4 separate regions of the Mus musculus genome follow, and all the other regions are linked to region 1. A link is a contact called in public Hi-C and HiChIP or PLAC-seq data. All regions are on one chromosome and are shown on one strand. The core of a region is the stretch at or near the end of the contact, and the rest is flanking DNA. Distances in the headings are between cores, read along the strand shown.

The links. Hi-C and Micro-C count contacts between places; a contact is called where the count stands out from the background. HiChIP or PLAC-seq counts read pairs in DNA pulled down with a chosen protein or histone mark.
Region 2: an H3K4me3 HiChIP or PLAC-seq map of embryonic forebrain shows a contact between it and region 1, with 2.5 times the contacts expected there. The contact joins the enhancer-like site here to the promoter of Efna3 in region 1. A contact is called at or near these places in 1 of 39 promoter capture datasets (liver), 1 of 15 datasets of contacts at CTCF or cohesin (the NIH/3T3 cell line), 4 of 115 datasets of contacts at active chromatin or transcription factors (T-cell acute lymphoblastic leukemia, embryonic forebrain, embryonic stem cells and 1 more) and 2 of 9 other capture datasets (embryonic stem cells and pancreatic islet).
Region 3: an H3K4me3 HiChIP or PLAC-seq map of embryonic hindbrain shows a contact between it and region 1, with 6 times the contacts expected there. The contact joins the enhancer-like site here to the promoter of Efna3 in region 1. A contact is called at or near these places in 5 of 39 promoter capture datasets (cranial neural crest, embryonic stem cells, neural stem cells and 1 more), 1 of 15 datasets of contacts at CTCF or cohesin (large pre-B cells), 9 of 484 Hi-C or Micro-C datasets (the G1E-ER4 cell line, cardiomyocytes, cerebral cortex and 6 more), 9 of 115 datasets of contacts at active chromatin or transcription factors (craniofacial prominence, embryonic basal ganglia, embryonic forebrain and 6 more) and 2 of 9 other capture datasets (adipose tissue and embryonic stem cells).
Region 4: a contact with region 1 is called in a Hi-C map of cerebellum, with 2.9 times the contacts expected there. The contact joins the enhancer-like site here to the promoter of Efna3 in region 1. A contact is called at or near these places in 10 of 39 promoter capture datasets (the 3T3-L1 cell line, 3T3-L1-derived adipocytes, the C10 cell line and 6 more), 1 of 15 datasets of contacts at CTCF or cohesin (embryonic stem cells), 12 of 484 Hi-C or Micro-C datasets (the C2C12 cell line, the G1E-ER4 cell line, brown adipocytes and 9 more) and 6 of 115 datasets of contacts at active chromatin or transcription factors (T-cell acute lymphoblastic leukemia, bone marrow-derived dendritic cells, embryonic forebrain and 3 more).

Annotation. Positions count from the first base shown.
Region 1 is chr3:89,319,479-89,324,244 of GRCm38.p6, forward strand. Efna3 (ephrin A3) reads right to left here and starts at 3,461. Exons shown (of 5, transcript NM_010108.2): 1 at 3,228-3,461. The coding sequence starts at 3,355. It overlaps Gm15998 (a long non-coding RNA gene), which reads left to right. Exons shown (of 2, transcript XR_003954662.1): 2 at 1-762.
Region 2 is chr3:89,658,739-89,663,482 of GRCm38.p6, forward strand. Kcnn3 (potassium intermediate/small conductance calcium-activated channel, subfamily N, member 3) reads left to right here. Exons shown (of 8, transcript NM_080466.2): 6 at 2,383-2,510; 7 at 3,976-4,045. Among named protein-coding and RNA genes, the nearest start is that of Adar, 70 kb to the right of the region's middle. Within about 2 kb of position 1,728, at least 25 of the 459 cell types and tissues checked have an H3K27ac peak or open chromatin away from gene starts, as enhancers often do. A contact at or near this core is called in embryonic forebrain, where this site is marked.
Region 3 is chr3:89,758,370-89,762,571 of GRCm38.p6, forward strand. It overlaps Chrnb2 (cholinergic receptor, nicotinic, beta polypeptide 2 (neuronal)), which reads right to left. Exons shown (of 6, transcript NM_009602.4): 4 at 4,030-4,139; 5 at 2,303-3,272. Among named protein-coding and RNA genes, the nearest start is that of Chrnb2, 4.2 kb to the right of the region's middle. Within about 2 kb of position 1,437, at least 11 of the 459 cell types and tissues checked have an H3K27ac peak or open chromatin away from gene starts, as enhancers often do.
Region 4 is chr3:89,686,130-89,690,984 of GRCm38.p6, forward strand. No RefSeq gene overlaps it. Among named protein-coding and RNA genes, the nearest start is that of Adar, 42 kb to the right of the region's middle. Within about 2 kb of position 2,747, at least 62 of the 459 cell types and tissues checked have an H3K27ac peak or open chromatin away from gene starts, as enhancers often do. A contact at or near this core is called in cerebellum, cerebral cortex, embryonic forebrain and 3 more, where this site is marked.

The DNA.
Region 1 (4,766 bases), core at 2,211-4,710:
TAAACAGGGTGTCTAACAAGACCCTGGAGAACGGAAAGGCTCCCAAGAGACTCTGAACTTGTTAAACCCCTATCCTCGGCTTTAGAAGTCAAGATGTAGAGTTAAGAGAGTGGAGAAAAATGCAGAGACTAGGTTCTTCCCCTCTACTGCGCGTCCCCGAGGCTGCGCGCCGCCCGCTCCAGCAGGCGAGGCCCGACCACGTGTGCGCGGCGTGGAGTCCGCGCGCCAAGGCTGGGGGGTGGGGGTGGGCAACGGCGGCGGCGGGAACGCTCCCAGGGCGGCGCTTGCACACTGACACCCCCGCGCCCCGCCAGCTTCGTCCTGGAGGGGAAGCAGCGCGCCGGTCACCCCCGCCCCTCGACCCTGCGACAGTAGCGACAGCAGCGGCGGCGGAGGTTTATTGATCTGCAGCGGCGGAGAAGAGCGAGGACCCGCCGAAAGCGAGACATACAGGGATGGAAAGACTCTGCCATATACAGAGGGGAGGCGAACACAGACGGATTCGCCCGAAAGGGAAAGGGAGGGAGGGAGGCACAGAGAGAGAGAGAGAGGGGAAGCCAGAAACCGGGAAAGGGAGGAAATGAATGAGAACCAAGCAAGACTTGGGGGAAAAAAAAAAAACGGCAAAGAGTCAGCATTGAGTCCAGAGAGGCCCACAGCAGAGGAGACAGCGCAGAAGAGAAATCTGGACACACTGGCGAGCAGACGAAAACTGACCACCACGGGCGTAGTAGAGGTCTCAATAAATATTTGTTGAATGAATGTGTGAATGATAGTCGTCAGCAACAGCAACGTTTCCTAGATAGGTAGGGAGATCACGAGAAGAAGATGCTCTAGAGGAGAGTAGCAACACCTTCGTTTTAGTTCACAGAAATGAGGCTCTGGAGAGGGGGAAAGACATGTTTGGCCTTCAACTCCGCCCCCATTCAGTCCCCGACGCAGGAGACCCCACGGCTTCACACTCTCACCACTCTCTCCAATAAGGTTGCTCCCACCGCGTCCTAGTTTCTGGGCCAGGTTAGGAAAAGGTCTCGATTATTCCCAGGGACTATAACTCAAGGGGCTGACTGGGGGAAGGGGTGATAGCTAGGTAGCCAGGACCCAGCCACCCGCCCCAGGTCTGTCGGAGTAGGCTACTGCAGGTCTGTCAAAGGAGGCTATTGCACGTGTCCCACCAGCACCCTCCCACGTGACCCCAAGAGGCGGGGTCGCAGACCCTCCCCACGTGACCCCAAGGGGCAGAGACCCTCTACACGTGATGAGAGGTGGGAGCCAGGAACCTAGATCACGTGACTGGGGGGGCCTGGGAGCCTGTGGCTCAGCCCGGCCCCGCCCCCAGCTCCCCGGCCCTCTCCACTCCCGGCTCTGGAGCACGTCGCTCTCACGATTTATGGGGCCGCGGATGCCGCAGTGAGAGAGCCGGGGAGTCCGGGCGCAGCGGCAACAAAGGCCCGGGAAGCGGGGCGGGGGCGGCAGCGGCCTCCTGGTCCGGTGTGCGCCGCCTCCTACCTCCGTCGGTCCCTGCCCACACCGGAGTGGAGAGGGCGAAAGGAGGTTCTGGGAACCATCCCGTTCCGGAGCTTTCACCTGCGCCCAGGTGTATGCGGGGGAGGTGAACCTGATCAACGCTCCCCCCAAGGCTATTTCCACACCCCCTAGGCTCTGGCAAGCTACCAGCAGTGGGGTTCCCCAAGGGTGGCGGGGAACCCAGGGTCTCTCGCCTGCGAGCTCTCTGCTCGTGCCAGACTGTAGCGGGGCGGGGGTCGGACGTGTAAATCTTAAGGGGGGGATGAGCAAGATAGATACAGCAGGGGAGTCAGCCCTCGGGGCCCCCCGGGGAGGATGGAGTCCCGCTCCGGGGGGGAGGGGCTGCAACCCCACCCCCGAGGTTTCCATGGGAAGCGAAAGGGGGGCGTCATTAGCTCATCCCCACCCCCAGTCTGACACTCTGGGCGCGAGGAGAAAGAGGGGGAGGCGCAGAGCCCCAAACAACAAAGAGCAGAGCAGCAAGCAGGAGCCCCTCCCCCGGAAGGTTGGGGGTCGTGGTCGAGGCCCTTCAGGTCCCCTCCCCTGGGGTCTCACCATTTGTTCCCTAGTCGGCCCCCAGGGCGGAGAGTCAGAAGCAAAGCTGCCGCCACCGCCCGGGCAGGTGTGACAGTGATCCCCGTGTCCCCAGGGATCCCCCTACCAATACACTGAGGTGGCCAGAGTGATACACACGACAGCTCGGCAGGGAGAAGACAAGGGCAGCAAGGACTGTGCAGAATGATGGCCCGGTCCGGCAGCCGGCACCGAGCCGCCGCGCCACACACCGGAGGAAACCACACGGCCGCCCTGACACCCGCCCAGACCGCGGCGGCGCCAAGAGCCACCCCAGCCCAGACAAGACTGGCCACGCGGACACCGACCGCAGCCCCCTCCCCGATCCGCCGCCCGCTCCCACCCCTAGACGGTCGCCGACGCAGACACACAAATCACACACAGACACACGCACACTGACAGCCGCGCACGCCCGTTCACACTCAGTGCCATACGCCGTCCCTAGCTTCAGTGCGTGTGTGTGTGTGTGTGTGTGCGTGTGTGTGTGTGTGTGTGTGTGTGACATGCCGACATCTCTGCCTTCTTCCTTCTCACCAGTACCCTGCGTTCCTAGGGCCCCCCAACTTCGCGACCCTGGCCCGGCTCACCCCAGCAGGGCTTATTCACACAACCAGAGCAACCCCTTACCCTTCGTCCTGAGGAGGTGGAGAATCGGAGTTCCTGCCTTAATGCCGAACCCCACTTTTAAAACCAAGAGTCTTAAGCAGAACCCCATCAACATTACAGGCTGAAAACAGGTCATCCTTCAGCTCCCAAACGCAGCGGCCTATCCCTAGCACACCGGTACTCACAGACTTCAACCTAGCCAAAAGGAGCGTGGATGGTGGGGGAGACTACGGGACAGAGAACACTATTCCATTGGCGAGTGTGGAGAGAAACCAAGATGGGGTTAGGGACCCCCAACAGCCTCCTCCGCACGGCCAGAGCGCTCTTTACTATGCCCCAACAGCTTCTCTCAGACACCCCCGAGTTTCACAGACGCCCACATAGTGCGTCCCCTCTCCCTCGCCTCTCGGTACCAAGCCTGTCTCCCAGGACTGCTGCCAGGTTCCCCTAGGACTTCTCGGGCCCACCAGCTCCCCCATCACTGACGCGGGACGCACGGGTTCTCCGGGTCCCCGACTCACTGCTGATTGGAGCTGTTCCAGTATACCGCATGCCGGTTTCCCAGTGCGCCCCCAGGCCCCTGGGCCAGCAGCGGCAGCAGCGGCACGGGCACGAGCAGCAGCAGCAGCAGCAGCGGAGCCGCCGCCATCCCCGGAGCCGCCGCCGCCGCCGCCCCCCGACTGAGCCCCGCACTCCCGGCTTCTCAGCTTCCCAGCTCCCTGCTGCCGCCGCTGCCAGCCCCCAATCTTAGTCACGCCCACAATCCTTCCCTCCGCCCTTCTGGGCGCGCCCCCGAAGCCCCGCCCCTGGCGCGCTCACGCGGGGCTCCGCCCCACTTGAGCCCAGAGCGCGCCGCGCGTGGGCGACCCATACTGTGTAGCCCCTTTAGGAACAACGCGCCTCTCCTCTCTCCTAGGTGATTTGCTGCAGAGGTTTGCGTCTTTAGGTCCCCCAAGCTTGGAGTTCACAGAAGGATTTGGAAGCCAAGACCTGGACATACATCTGGTGTAGGTCCACACCTTTCTCCATAGAGTGTGGGGGCGTTGAGCGAAGATCTACGTCTGGAATAAGCAAGAGTAGACCCATATCGGACCTCTACTTCCTCCACCCCTTTCCATGTGTGCAAGGAGTTAAATGGACACAAGATGGGGAAGCCTTCAGGTGGTACCAAGAGCTAACAGCTGGCTGCCTGAAGGCCCTCACCTGAAGCCAAACCAGAACACCTCAGCCCAGAGTGTCACCTTCTGGGGGCTGGGCACAGTAGCTATACTTCCTTAATCCTGACACTCTAGAAGCAGAGCCTGGCAGATCTCTGTGAGTTCGAGGGCACCTACATTGGTCTGTGTAACAAGTACCAGGCCAGGCAGGGCTACGCAGCGAGACCGTGTCCCCCCACCCCCACCCCCCGCCCCGTCTCAAAAAAAAAAAAAAAAGCCTAAGCCTTCTATGGTAATCCAGGGCAAAGGTATTTGGTGGTGGTGAGTTGCCAAGGCGAGTTGGAGCCAGGCAGGAATGGAGCAGTCTTCTTGGAAAGCCCACAGAGGTCCCCTCACTGCCTCCGATTCCCTCAGTGATGTCCTTAGGCACGCTCATTCCTGCTTCCATAGATGCTTTCTCTAAGGACAGAGGGCACCTTATATTCCAGCACTTGCCACAGCAGTTGTCTTCTTAGGGACATACAGGCACAAAGATGACATGCACACAGCGATGGGAGAGAAAAAAAATAAAGGTGTCCATATCCAGAAACAGGAGCAATGGACACTTGACATACAGTCCAATCTAGGCACACAAGGTGCCTATAGAGTAGAAATTGGTGTAAACATAGGCCCCTAGACAGAGACACTGACGTATACAGACACACTCTTCTCCCATGTGATTGACCCTCTTTGTGAGGGATCCAGAATACAGATCTACTAGGCATTCACCCCTTATCTTGTCTCTTTCCCAGAAGCCCAGACTGAAAGACAAAGCAGAACCGGGCCTTACTGGGTTCTTAGAACCCACAGCACCTGTGCCCAGGGAGGCAGGCACATTGCTGTTTTGTTGTGTTTCAAGAGGTA
Region 2 (4,744 bases), core at 478-2,977, 340 kb after region 1:
CCTCTTTCTGAAACTGTTTTCTTCTATTTTAAGTGGGGATAATAATAACCAATATCTGTCTGATACTTTAAAATTTATATAGTGCTCAAATCCACACTGACTGTTTGCTATTGGCAAGCTGATGGGCTGAGGCTATGAAAAACCAAAATGATGTTAGCCCGACATGATAGTGGGTTTGTGAGGCTGTCAGCCAGACCTGGATGGGGGAGCCTTGCTAAAACCAGCTATTCCCTCCACACATCAGCTGTGCCTCACAAATGTGTGTGTCTATGTATGTGCCCAAGCATGTACATGTGTGTATGTATGTGTACCCAAGCTTGTGCCCATGTATGCATTTGTGTGCATGTGTGCATGCCTGAGCATGTATGTATGTATGTATGTATGTATGTATGTATGTATGTATGTATTCGTATGTGTACCTGAGTGTGTGTGCCTGAGTGTATGTGCCTTAGTGTGTGCATGTGTGTGTGTCTGAGCATGTATTTGTGTTTACATGTATGTGTGTACATGAGCTTGTATGCCTGTGTGCATGTGTTTGTGTACCTGAGCATGTGTGTATAGTGTGTGTGCATATATGCACGTGAATATGCCTGTGCCTGCATATGTGTGTGCATGTTTGTGTGTGCATTAGCCTAAAATGTCTTCCATTCACATTAAAGATAATTAAGCATTTGCTTCTAAACTGCTTAATGATGCATACAGCCTATAGGCTTCCTCATTTCAAATGTTTGTTAGCAAGACACAGAGAGCATTGTCAAAGGTTTGTCAGTTTGGCTATTCTGTGGCACTATCCACACTCCTAAGAAGGGACTGTATAGCTAGGGCTCTACCCGTCCTTGAAACCACTTGGGCAGACTTTGCCCTCTCCTGCTTGTCTTTAAGGCTTCCCTTGAAGGCCGAGCAGCCACAGAAACTGAAGAGGTCCTACATCAAATTGCCCACCCCCTTAAGGGACAACAGCAGCATTCTGCTGAGAGAAAGCCCTCCCTTCCCCACCACCTACTTAGCTAACCAGATCCAAGGCCCAGAGCCCATCATCTGCTTGCCCTCCCTTGGTAGCCAGACACTGGCTACCTCCAGCCTCGTCTTACTGCCACCTGCTCCCTGTCAAACAAGAAAGTGGCAGAGTGGCCAATGTAACCACTTAAAACCATTTCACAGTAGATTTTTTCCTGAACAACAACAAAAAAGTAATATTTATGTCACTTAGACATTTCTGAAAAGACTTAGATGTTCTTTTAAAAACATCACATCGACGCCAATGAAGAATACAGCCCAGCTTTAGTAATAGATTTTGAAATACATACAAGTTATCAGTCTGCAAAGCAGTGTTTCTTAGGCCTTCCCACGTGTCTCAGCATGTTAGCAACGCCCCATCTGTTGGTGTCAGTCTCAGAAGCTGATTTGTAGTCTCTGATTTTATTAAAATCCTATCTGGCAAGTCACTTGATCTCTTCTAGTCTGGTCTCCTCACTTCCATGCCCTGGGCCTGGGGTCCTGTGCCAGTGTGTATAGCTGACAGAAATGGAGACCATTAATCAGAAATACATTTAGCTTGTGCTTAATAAGGAGTATTTTCTCTTGTTCTCGCTAGTAATTGCTGAAGATGTCTGTGTTTGGATTAAAACTTTGTCCCCTGCCATCTGGATGCCATTGATACGTCTCAGCTCAGTCATGAGCTGGATGATATCAGTGGTTTCCATGTCAACAGATGACAAGAGTTGTGTATGGAGCCGTGTGACTACCGTGCCTGGGGAAGCCAGCCCCGGGAAGGAGGCAGCTGTGCTGTCACACCTAAGCATCTTCCCTGATCTCAGACACCACTGAGATGATTTCAGTTTTGTGCCAATTACATTTACATGTGAAATCGCAACGCATAATTTTTGGCCAGTTAGGAAAGGAACAGTGGTCTTGTTGGTACCTGTCATTGCAGTTTGTAAGAAAGACACTTTCTCAAAGACACCTTTTAAAATCTCCACTTGGTAGGAAACCTATTACTTTCAAGTAAAGTGTGGTACCCTGATTATGAGGGCATTGACAGCATGTATTTATTGATCCAAACTGTACCCCAGACTTCAAGAGCTTGCTAAGCAGCCTGTCTAAATATAGCATCATCAGCGGCAGCCGAGAGGCAGCAATGAAACCATTAAGAAGGAGGAGAAGTGCCTCTCGGCTCGAAGCTCCAGTCTAGGCCTCAGATACAAGATTAATAAAAAATGTGTTTTAATCATCTTTTCTAAGAGTTTCCTGATCTTGATTAAGAAAGTACATCTCTGAAGAACCATTTTCTCAGGAAGTAGATGGTAGCCACACATGCAAGGAAAAAACATATTGTGTGAACCCAAAAATTAACCCAACAGCTGCTTGTTACCTTTCCCTCAGATCAAGAATGCCGCCGCCAATGTCCTCCGGGAAACGTGGCTAATCTATAAACATACAAAGCTGCTAAAGAAGATTGACCATGCCAAAGTCAGGAAACACCAGAGGAAGTTCCTCCAAGCTATCCACCAGTGAGTATCGGAGAACCAGAGCAGTGTACTGTTTGGTCAAACTGAATGCAGGATGTCACAGCTCTGTTGCGCCTCCCCAAACCAGGGAGATGCAGGAGAAATCGACTCTGCTCTACTCAAAAAGCACCCAGTCCAGGCTAGCCTTTGACTCACTGTGAGGCAGTGGGCAGGCTGCTGTGGGAGGCAGATATCAGAGCAAGGACCTAAAGGCATTCATGCTACCCAGATGCACACACACACACATATGCACAAACACACATGGACACACACAAAGAGATGCATACACATGTATGGTCACCATACATGGACACATATACCCAGGCAGAGACATACATGGATACACACACAGAAAGACACACATACATATGCACATATACACAATGACACACACACACACACAGACACATGCACAGACATATATGGACACACACATACATGCATGAACACATATGGTCACACAGAGAGACACAGACGCATGTACAGGCACATGCACACAGACATATTCACAGACACACACACACAGATACACAGACACACACACAGAGGCACACACAGAAACACATATTTAAAGATATAGTCACACACATATACAGACACATATATACCTGCATAGACACACATACAAAGTCATAGAAACAAACACATGCATACAGACCCACATGCCTTCACACATGTGCTTGTACACATATGCATACTACCACTATGATAGAGGAATACAATGTTTTAAGTATAGTACAGAGCTGAATACGGTGGTTCAGGATTGTAAGCCTCAAACTCAAGAGGCTGAAGCAAGAGCATCCCTCTGAGTTGAATGCCATCCTGGGCTACAAATTCAGGTTGAGGTCAGGTGAGACCCTGCCCACCCCCAAATAAATACATAAGCAAATAAAATAAATAGGGCAGAGAAGCAAAGAAAGAAAAAAAGAAAGAAATTAAGAAAGAAAGAAAGTAAGAAAGAAAGAAAGAAAGAAAGAAAGAAAGAAAGAGAGAGAGAGAGAAAGAAGAGAGAGAAAGAGAGATAGAGAGGGAGGGAGGGAAGGAGGGAGGGAGGGAGGAAGGAAGGAAAGAAAGAAAGAAAGAAAGAAAGAAAGAAAGAAAGAAAGAAAGAAAGAAAGAAAGAAAGAAAGGAAAGAAAGAAAGAAGAAAGAAAGACAGACAGACTGACTGTTGTTTTGACTCAAAGACTTGAACTTTGAACCTGGCTGGTCAGGAAGCAGACATTGGAGGAGAGAGAACATCCCAAACAGCAGGGGAGCAGGGGAGTGACTTGAGACAGTCAGGCACTGAGAGTGACACGGGAAGCATTCATGGAAACAACCGTTTGCTTTCTCGGGTTCCTGACAAGTCTAATCCTGCCAGCTACCCCCGTGTTCATGGCCCCATCACTAAACTCCAAGATCAGGTTTAATGAAGGGGTGACGCTTTAGCGTGAACTTGAACTGCCTATTCCAACTCTTCCCCACAGACTGCGGGGTGTCAAGATGGAACAAAGGAAGCTGAGTGACCAAGCCAACACCCTGGTGGACCTTTCCAAGGTGAGTGGCATCCAGGGCAGACCTGACCCACATTCACGGAGCACGGTGCAGGACCGGAAGACATAGACAGACAGCCCTCTTTGGTTAAATGTCTAGGTTTGTGGGGTTTTTTATTTGTTTGGTTTTTTTTTTAAACATTTATAATCTACCATTGTGTCCTGTCCTTTAACACGTGGCATTTGTTTCTCAAGTTGAATAGCTCAGATTTGTCTTTGTTCATAACTAATTAGCTAACCAGTTCCTGTTAGTGTGTTATTGACTGTTTATCGAGGGGCTTTTAAGGATGAGCAGAAGTCACACAAGAAAGTACCTTAGTGAGGACAAATGGGACAAGCGCCACACAGATGACTTGGGTTATGCTTGTCACAGTTCTTGCAATTTGTTGATGTACTAGAAAACTCGTTTCCCTGTGTCTTCTAATCCTTACAGCCTAGGCTTTCCTGACCTCAAATAGATGGTAGTAGTGGTGTGTGTGTGTGTGTGTGTGTGTGTGTGTGTGTGTGTGTGTGTGTGTATCTGTGTGTGTCTGTGTGTGTCTGTGTGTGTCTGTGTGTGTGTCTGTGTGTGTATATGTATCTGTATCATAATAGGCAGACAGCTGACATTGAACATGGAGTTCCTGAGAGCCTAAGGTCTTAAGGCCCAATATGACATTGTCATTCAGTGTTTCTTGCCTTTACTGCCATCAACATCATAAAC
Region 3 (4,202 bases), core at 187-2,686, 440 kb after region 1:
AGGCAAACCCAGCAGAACAGCATCCCAGCCCTGCCCCTTTAAACTGTCCCAAGAAAGGCAAAGAAAGCCAAGGAAGTGAAGCAATGAGGCTTGGCAACACAATGCACCTTGGGCTCCTAGGTCTAATGATGCTCCTAGGAAGGATGCTACTGAGACAGTCGGGAAAGCTTGAATGTGCACTGTACAGTGCTAAAAGTATTGATGCTGTTCTGTTTCCAGAATTGGGTCTTTGAAGCCGGGCACTTCATTGCTACTTTGGTTGTTGATAGCAGTTGGAACTTGGGGCCTTTCACATGCTCACCCTGTATCACCAGGAGAGCATCTCTGGTCTTAAGAAGAGACACATCCAAGTGTTTGGGAGTCAAGGTTACATGATTACTTTTAAAGAACAGGGCCAAATAATAACAGTAACAGGGTTTTGGTTTTGTTTTGGGGGCGGGGGGGGGGGTGAGGAAAGAGTAATATCATCAGCTTGATGAGATTAGCATCATCATGGGAACAAACGTCTATGGGGAATCTTTCTAGATTGGATTAATTGAGGCAGGCAGCACTCATTGCATGGGCTAGGGTCCCAGGCAGAAGGAGAAATGGAAAAGTTTGTTGATCTCAGAATTCCCCTCTCCCTGCTTCCAGACTGAAACAGGACCTGCAGGCTCCTGCTACCACCTTCCCCGCCTTGGGCTGTAATCTCAAACTGCAAGGCCAAACAAAGCCTGCAGTCCCTACATCTGCTTTCCTCAAGAGAATTTTGTCACAACAATGAGAAGAATAACTAAAACAAAGACTGTTCTCGTGGAGGGACCCAGATGCAAAGGCTCGAGGGCAGGAAAGAGCTTGGCTTGCTAGAGACAACTGAGTGACAAGCTGGTGACCCAAGCAAGGGAGCAAGTCACCAGCCTGGGGGTGTGGGTTATTTAACTGCGCATAGGAAGCTGAACAGGGAGGCAGTTGGGAGATTCTCCCTTGGTCCACACAAGAGTTGACAGGAGCTCAAGGACCAGGGTGTTAGCATGAAAGTGACAGAAAAAGGACAAAGCAGGGAATCACCTTGGAGGTGGTGCTCCCAGGACAGGACTTCTGAAAACATCAGTGGTGAGCACTAAGGGAGAGAGAGCAAAGGCATCACCAGGTTTCAGTGTGAACTGCTTAGCCCAGGGAATGCCATTTCCAGCAAGACAGGGAAACTAGGGGCAAGTTAGGGCCAGGTTGGGGGTGTAGAGCACGCACTTGGGTTTGGGCGTGTTGAGGTCTAGATGCCTCTGAGGCATCCAAGTAGGTCACTGCACCTTCAGCGCCTGACTTGAAATGCAGGCTACATGATGGACTGCAGCGGAGGTGGAGGCCAGAGATGCAGCGGCTGCTGAGCCCTGCACCCAGTTAGCCTTGGCTCCTTCATCTCCAGTCTCAGCCTCTCTCCCTCTCCCATGCTTGTCTGCAGTCGGGGGGAGGAGGGAGGGAGAAGATGTCTGAACTCAGCTCCCAACATAAACCACAGTGCCTGCCCTTTATCCTTCCCCAGCTGGAATGGCAGAGTCCCAGAGGAAACCTTGCTGGTCACTATGGCAACAACTGAGCCTTGGCTTAGAACCAGTCAGGTACCTGAACACTGATCTCAGGGAAGGCCAGATGGTACCCAAAATGGGGGGCAGGATGTTAACCCATCGCACCTTCCCTCAACTCCTGGCTTAGTCTCAAGGAATCTCCTTCTGGGGAGACGGCAGGAAAGGCCAGAAGCTGGGGGTGCAGAAGAGGGTGAGACCATCTGGAGAGCCCTGGCCTCTATCCACCCCATTTCTATAAATATTTCATTAGACTCTTTTCAAGGCCCAGGACAGTAGAAACGGGCTATTGATTTTATTTGCTTTCTCTGCTGGGACCAGCCCCATGGAACCTCTAAACTTTCCTTTCCCCGTCCATCATCATCCCAGTTGCCCGCTCTGTGGTCCGCAAGGACTCATCTCCATTTGCACTAAGAGCAGCAGCGCATTAACAACTTGGAAGTGTCCATGTGACACCCTCGGGCCCAAAAGAACTTCTCCCTGCCCTAAAGTTCCTAGTCACCTCTCTCACACTAATGATGCCTTAGCTGACACATCTCACCCTGAATACTAGTCCTCTGGGAGCTACAAGGTCATCTGGTACAGACACCAACACCGGCAAGCCAATCTGGAAGCCTACCCTGCTGAGTCCTCAATCACGTTGCCCCTCCCTTGTACCCTTGCTTTGTGACCCTAAGTGACACCTACTCCCCGCACACAGGGGTTTCTGCTCCCGACATGCCTATCTCACCCTTGGTACTCACACTCTGGTCATCATCTTCACTTCGCATATGGTCCGCAATGAAGCGTACACCGTCCACAGCTTCCCGGAGGCCACAGCTGCATGGGCCCATCGAGCGCCCCAGACCGGCTGCAGCGGGCTCAGCCTGGAAAGCCCCAGCCAAGCCCTGCATTGATGCAGGATTGACAAAGCAGGTACATGGGTCAGCTGCAGGACCTTCGCGGAAGAATAGTGTGCCTGCCCCCTCACGTTCCCGCTGGCGCCTTCGCAAGCGCAGGCGTTGACGTGCACAGCGGTGGCGTGGCTGCTGCAGGAAGAGGAGGGTGGGCAGCTTCTCCAGGAAGACCACCTTGACCCAGGGCGCCATGGTGTGCGTGGTAGGCGAACGGTGGTGCACATTGAGCACACACACGCTAGTGACGATGGAGAAGGTGACTAGCACCATGGTGAACATGAGGTACTTTCCCACCAGCGGTACGTCGAGGGAGGTGGGAGGCACAATCTTGGAGATGAGCAGCAGGAACACCGTGAGCGCCAGCAGCACAGAAATACAAAGTGTCATCTTTTCACCACAGTCTGAGGGCAGGTAGAAGACCAGGATGGCCAGCGAGGTGATGAGTACGCAGGGGATGATGAGGTTGATGGTGTAGAAGAGCGGTTTGCGACGAATGATGAAGTCGTAGGTGATGTCCACGTAGGTGGAGTCGTCTGGGTTCTCGTTGCGTCGGCCTGGCAGTGCGATGATGTCCCACTCCCCACTAGGTGTGAAGTCGTCCAGGCTGGCCACATCGCTTTTGAGCACCAGGTCAATCTCAGTGCGGTCGTAGGTCCAGGAGCGGAACTTCATGGTGCAGTTCTGCTGGTCAAATGGGAAGTGCTTCACCTCAATCTTGCATGCGCTCTTGTAGATGGCAGGCGGTAGCCAAAAGATGCTGCCATCATAGGAGACCACAGCATTGGAATAGAAGGAGACTTCGTACATGCCGTCAGCACTGTCAAGGAATGGGGCAGTCAGGCCTGGCTTGAGAGTCTGCATCCCACTCATCAACCCAGCAAGAAGGACCTGGCTGGAAGTGATCATCTAATACATGGAGATTGCCCAGAAATGGAGATAGGGGTGGGAATATTCACAGGTTGGTGGTAAGAATGGGTCTCCTCCTGTTCAGGAGGCTTGTGAATCCATTCAGTGGTTGAAGAGAATGATTGGGGGCAGGGGGGACACATCTGCTACTTGTTCCACATCATATAAGCTGATAGTCCACATGAGGGTAAACAGGTGAGGGAGCTGGAGAGGCCAGGGCAAGGAGCCTCAAGGAATGAAAGGGTGTGGACAAAAGCCATCAGTTGACAGTTTTGTGCCTTACAGGGGAGAAGATTCATTGAGGGGAGCAGAACAGAATCTAGGTGAAACTAGGACCATATAAGTTCTATGTCGCCACCCAGGCTTCCAGAAGTTCTCACTCTTTGATCAAGCTAGGCACTGAGAACTGTCAGTCTTTAATATTCTTACCCCAGCAATCTAAGTAGCTGGGAGGATCAGTTCAAGGTCCAAGTCACCATGACTGTCTACACTGCATCCCACTAGTTGGGTCTGTCTTTGTGGATAACGCCTGCCTGCCATCTGCTAAGGGAAAGCCCTCTCCCTCTCACAACAGCATGCTTATCTTGTATTCCCACCCACCATGATCTCATCCCTTCCCAAGCACTCCTCTGGTCTTCCCTAACCTTCATCACTCCAGGGTCACCTACTTGTTGTATAGAACCACATCTGGGAGCCAGATGTGCTTAGAAGGGAGTCGGACTTTCTTCATATTGTCGAAATCCTCAGGCTTCCATGTGAGGCGATAATCTTCCCACTCCTGGGAAAGGGGGAGAGCAAGACAGCACTAACCTCTAGCCCCAAGAGGGGCCCAAAGTCAAAG
Region 4 (4,855 bases), core at 1,497-3,996, 370 kb after region 1:
CCAAAAGGAAACCTCTGAGACTGTGAGTCAACATGACCCTTCACTTTGTCTGCATTATCTCAGCTCTTCTGTAGGTGTGACTCAAAACCAGCCACACGCCTGATGCAATCTTTACAGTTTCTTGTCCTTCTCTTATCACATTATCCTCTCGAAAGTCCTACCCACTTCCCCTCCTGGAAGCTCTGGCAAGTACACAGTATGAGGGAGGGTAAAGGGACTAGAAATCCCAGGCTTTGCCCTCGACCTCCCAATGAGCTGGAGCTGGAGGGGGAGGTGATGGAGGGTGGGAGTGGGCGGGGCTAAGTGGTGCCCTTCAGGTCCAGGCTCCCTGGAGCAGAGCGGAGCACAATCTCCACACGCCTTATTCGCCTTATTCTCTCTCTTTTCTCTTCTCTTCTCTTCTCTCCTCTCCTCTCCTCTCCTCTCCTCTCCTCTCCCCTCCCCTCCCCTCCCCTCCCCTCCCCTCCCCTCCCCTCCCCTCCCCTCCCCTCCCCTCCCCTCCCCTCCCCTTCTCTCTCTCTCTCTCTCTCTCTCTCTCTCTCTCTCTCTCTCTCTCTCTTGGTTTTTCGAGACAGGGTTTCTCTGTATAGCCCTGGCTATCCTGGAACTCACTTTGTAGACCAAGCTGCCCTCGAACTCAGAAATCCGCTTGCCTCTGCCTCCCGAGTGCTGGGATTAAAGGCATGCGCCACCACACCCGGCCATATGCTTTATTCTCAATCCCTGCCGGGTAGACACTTCTCTCTTCCAGGTGTTTGGACACTGTGATGCCAGTCTTGTCATCAACTTGGTAGGATTTAGGATCACCATGAAAACTGATCTCTGGACATGTCTGTGAGGGAATGTTTAGATTCTGGTTCGTTGAGGTGGAAAGTCTCGCCTTCAATGTGGATGTCGTCATCTCCTGGGTAGGGTCCCAAAGAAGGAGAAAGTGAGATGAGCACGCTCACCCTAAGCAAGGAAGAACAAGTTTACCATGGGATGAACAGGCGTCCCTGCATCCTGGCCCTCGCCCCTCCCCCCACCCCCCATCAAGATGTACTGTGCTGTTACCTGCTCAAACCAGGATCCATGGCTCTTCCTGGTTCACACTTTCTGACTATAGATGCACTGTGGCCGTTTCCTGATGCTCCTTTTGCCACACTTTGCTGTCACCATGGACTGTGTCCTCTTGGAATTCAGAGCCAAAATAAGCCCTTTTAAAAGTTGCCTTTGCCTGCCTTCCCTCCCTTCCTCCCTCTTTCTCTCCCTCCCTCCATTCATCCCTCCCTCCCTCCTTCCCTCCATCCCTCTTTCCACCTCCCCCTCCATTCTATTTTCCATGTCTTTTTCCCACCCCCACCCTGTCTTCACAAATACTATTTCCAAATATTGCCTCTGAGAGCTCAGGTTTGATTGTGGATCTAGAGTTGGGGAATTGATGGAAGAAAGCATCAGTCACCTGGAGAGCAAACACTGAGCCTCTGCTCAGTCCAGCCCAGATGACACAGGGCTCTGTGGAAGAGTCATTATTATGTCAAATCCCCGCTAGGGAAAGGCCACCCAATTTTAGTTGCTCATTTCCACAGGCAAACTGTGTCCCCTCCATGGGTAAGCTCACAGATTCTGTAGTTTCTTCCTTCTGCCTCATTTTCACACCGTCTTCCAGATCCACGGTTAGGGTTTGGGGGCCGAAATACTGAACAGTATCAACACTTCATTTCCAAAGACATTTCAGTAGACAGCGCAAACAGCTGCATCCTGCACACAGAAGCAAGTCTGCCACGCCTGCTCGGCACCTTCGTAGCTTTCACCCTGAGCGACTCCAAAGATAAAGTGCTAAACTCTTAAAGTCTCCAACTGTCAGAACCGATATCTGTCCCATGTTTATGTGTTTGGAAACCATGGCACTCAGAGGAACCGCCAAAGTACATGTGCAGTACACGGAGGGAGGTTTTGGGAGTCAGACCAACAAGGCACATATTTTAGCCTGTGAAGGGAATTTGTCTAGCTCTTCCATTAGACTACATCCCTAGCCTCAAGTATTTTTGCTTCTTATCTGCAAAAGGACAATGCTTATATCAAAGGGCTGCTGAGGATTAAATGTGATTAAATGGACCAATTCCCTGGTCCAGCTGCATCAACATCACCAGAAAACTTGTTAAAATGCTAATAAGCTGACCCTAGCCTAAGTCTACTGAGTGAAGAGCTTTGGGGATGGAGCCAGCAATCTGTGCTTTAAGGAGTCCTTCCATGAAGTTCTGATGCTAGCTCACGGTTAGGCTTAGGGTAAAGGCAAAGCAGACAGACACCCAACAGTTTTTTCTTCTATTCTCCTGAGTGTTTGTAGGGTATGTCTTGCTTTTGCAATGCTTGGCAGGCATTCTCTTCCTGAGAAGTACCCCTAGCCTCTCATTAAATAACGCCATTAATCCTTTACATTCAATGGCTTCTACATGAACTGAGCTAGGGAATTCAGCCTGCTTGCCCAATTGCACCTTCTAAGTCTGAACCTTGAAAGCCTATCTGAGATGTATCCTCGGATTCTCAAGGAAATCGACACCGAATACACCACAATGCTGTCATTGTTTACCCGGCGCAGCGAAGGTGGGGTGGGCAAACCTCACTCTATGTGGTTTTAGAGGCTTGCCTAGGAGAACACAGGAACCTGGTTCTCTCAGGAAGAAACCTGGTCTTTCTATCTTCCCAGAGCCAGTCCTTGCCAGGCTGCAGCCCTGACTCAATGCTGCCATCCGGTGGACAGAAGGGAAGTGCCTGCGGGACCACGGGCTCCACCCAAGCCAGCATTTCCTGGGTTTCTAGGAGCAGTCGTCCCTGATGGCTTCAGGCAGATTTAGAGGTGATGCTGCTGAAGGAGCCGCCCTCAAGGTGCTGGCAAAGAACTGGAGGAACGGGTGCTGCACGATGCCCCCGGAGGGACCGGCGCTGCTCGATGCCTCCGGAGGAACGGGCGCTGCACGATGCCCCCGGAGGGACCGGCGCTGCACAATGCCCCCTGGTTAGTATTCTCCAAGTGTACAGCCCCGACGAGGGAGGTGTTTGCTCTCAAGCGCCTGAAAAGCCTATTTACATATACAATCTGTTCCTAACAAGCAGCAGAGAGTTTGCAGAACTATTAATAAGTCTTCCCAGACAACAAATATACATTTTAATGAGAAGCTGAAAATTAAGAGTAACTTTAAAATGCTGTGCAAAGGCTCAGCTTCTAATTATAATCTCCTAGAGGGGAAAACATGGGATGGCTTCATTTCTCCTGATAGACCAGACACTCCAAGAGCTCCCATTGATAAATCAGCATTTTCATTTATATCCTCTCCTGCCTTGTGATTTAACATTCTCTCAGGATACTTCGCTTTAACAGAAAATACCACTCTGAGCAAATGCAATTAGCCAAATTCTATATACAGCTAATTCAGCCTTTCATAAAGGTTTTTAGACATTGGTTAATAATTGGAGCACGTCAGAAAGATATAGGGAATACTTCTAGCTTGTAGAATAAAGTGTCCCTTTGTAGAACTGAAGGTGTGTGTGTGTGTGTGTGTGTGTGTGTGTGTGTGTGTGTGTGTGAAGAGGGAGGCTAGTGTGGAGGCTTTCTCAGGGACAAATCTTCAATTAAAACATCAAAACAAATAATACAGTAACATAATAAAACTCACTGAATAAAATAAGAAATATGAACCTAAATAGATGCAGATAAAATAGAAATCTTGATGAAGAATAGGATATTTTAAGCCAGGAGTCAAGGAGTTGGCTCAATGGGTAAAATGTTTATTGCACAAGCCTGAGTTCAAATCTCCAGCATCCAAATAAAAGCCAGGTCTGGTTATGCTGCCTGTGATGTAGATTTGGGAGTTAGAAACAGGCAGATCCTGGGGGTTTGATGGCCATTCTATCCAAAATGGCAAAGTTCAGTGAGAGACTGCCCCCAAATTGATAAATAGAGGCCCAGAAGTGTTTGGAGAAATTATCCAGATGTCAACTTCTGGGCATTACATGTGAGTACACCTGTCTATACATGTGACATTTATCTATTCAACACACACACAGCGCACACACACAAACACATAACTGGGCATGGTGGCCACGCCTGCTGCTGTTTCCAATGTATGAACTTTACATGTGTCTTAGTTACTTTTCTCTTGCTGTGATAACACACAAAGACCAAGGCAACCTATTAAGAAACCTTTTAATTTGGCTTGCAGCCTCAGAAAGTTAAAGTCCAGCCAGGCAGTGGTGACGCACGCCTGTAATCCCAGCACTTGGGAGGCAGAGGCAGGTGGATTTCTGAGTTCGAGGCCAGCCTGGTCTACAGAGTGAGTTCCAGGACAGCCAGTGCTATACAGAGAAACCCTGTCTCAAAAAAAGAAAGAAAGAAAGAGAGAGAGAGAGAGAGAGAGAGGGAGGGAGGGAGGGAGGGAGGGAGGGAGGAAGGAAGGAAGGAAGGAAGGAAGGAAGGAAGGAAGGAAGTTAAAGTCCCTGAGGGCAAAACAAGGAGCAACTGAGAACTCACATCTTGATCCACAAGAGTACTGGGAACCTTAAAGTCAACTTCCAGGGATACACTTCCTTTAATAAGGCCACACCCCCTAATCCTTCCCAAACAGTTTCAATCGAGAACTACATATTCAATGTATAAGCCTATAGAGGCCATTCTCATTCAAACCATCAGAACTTTTGTGAGTGGTGTGTGTGCTTGCACATGTGGTAAGAACCCGTTCTCTCCTGTGGGTCTTGGGGACTGAACTCAGATCATCAACCTTGGTGGCAAGTCCCTTTAACCACTGAGCCATCTTTTGGGCCTGCCCCTGAATGTTGACTTTCTTGCTTTCATTTTCAGAGTGGTAAGTATAGGTGA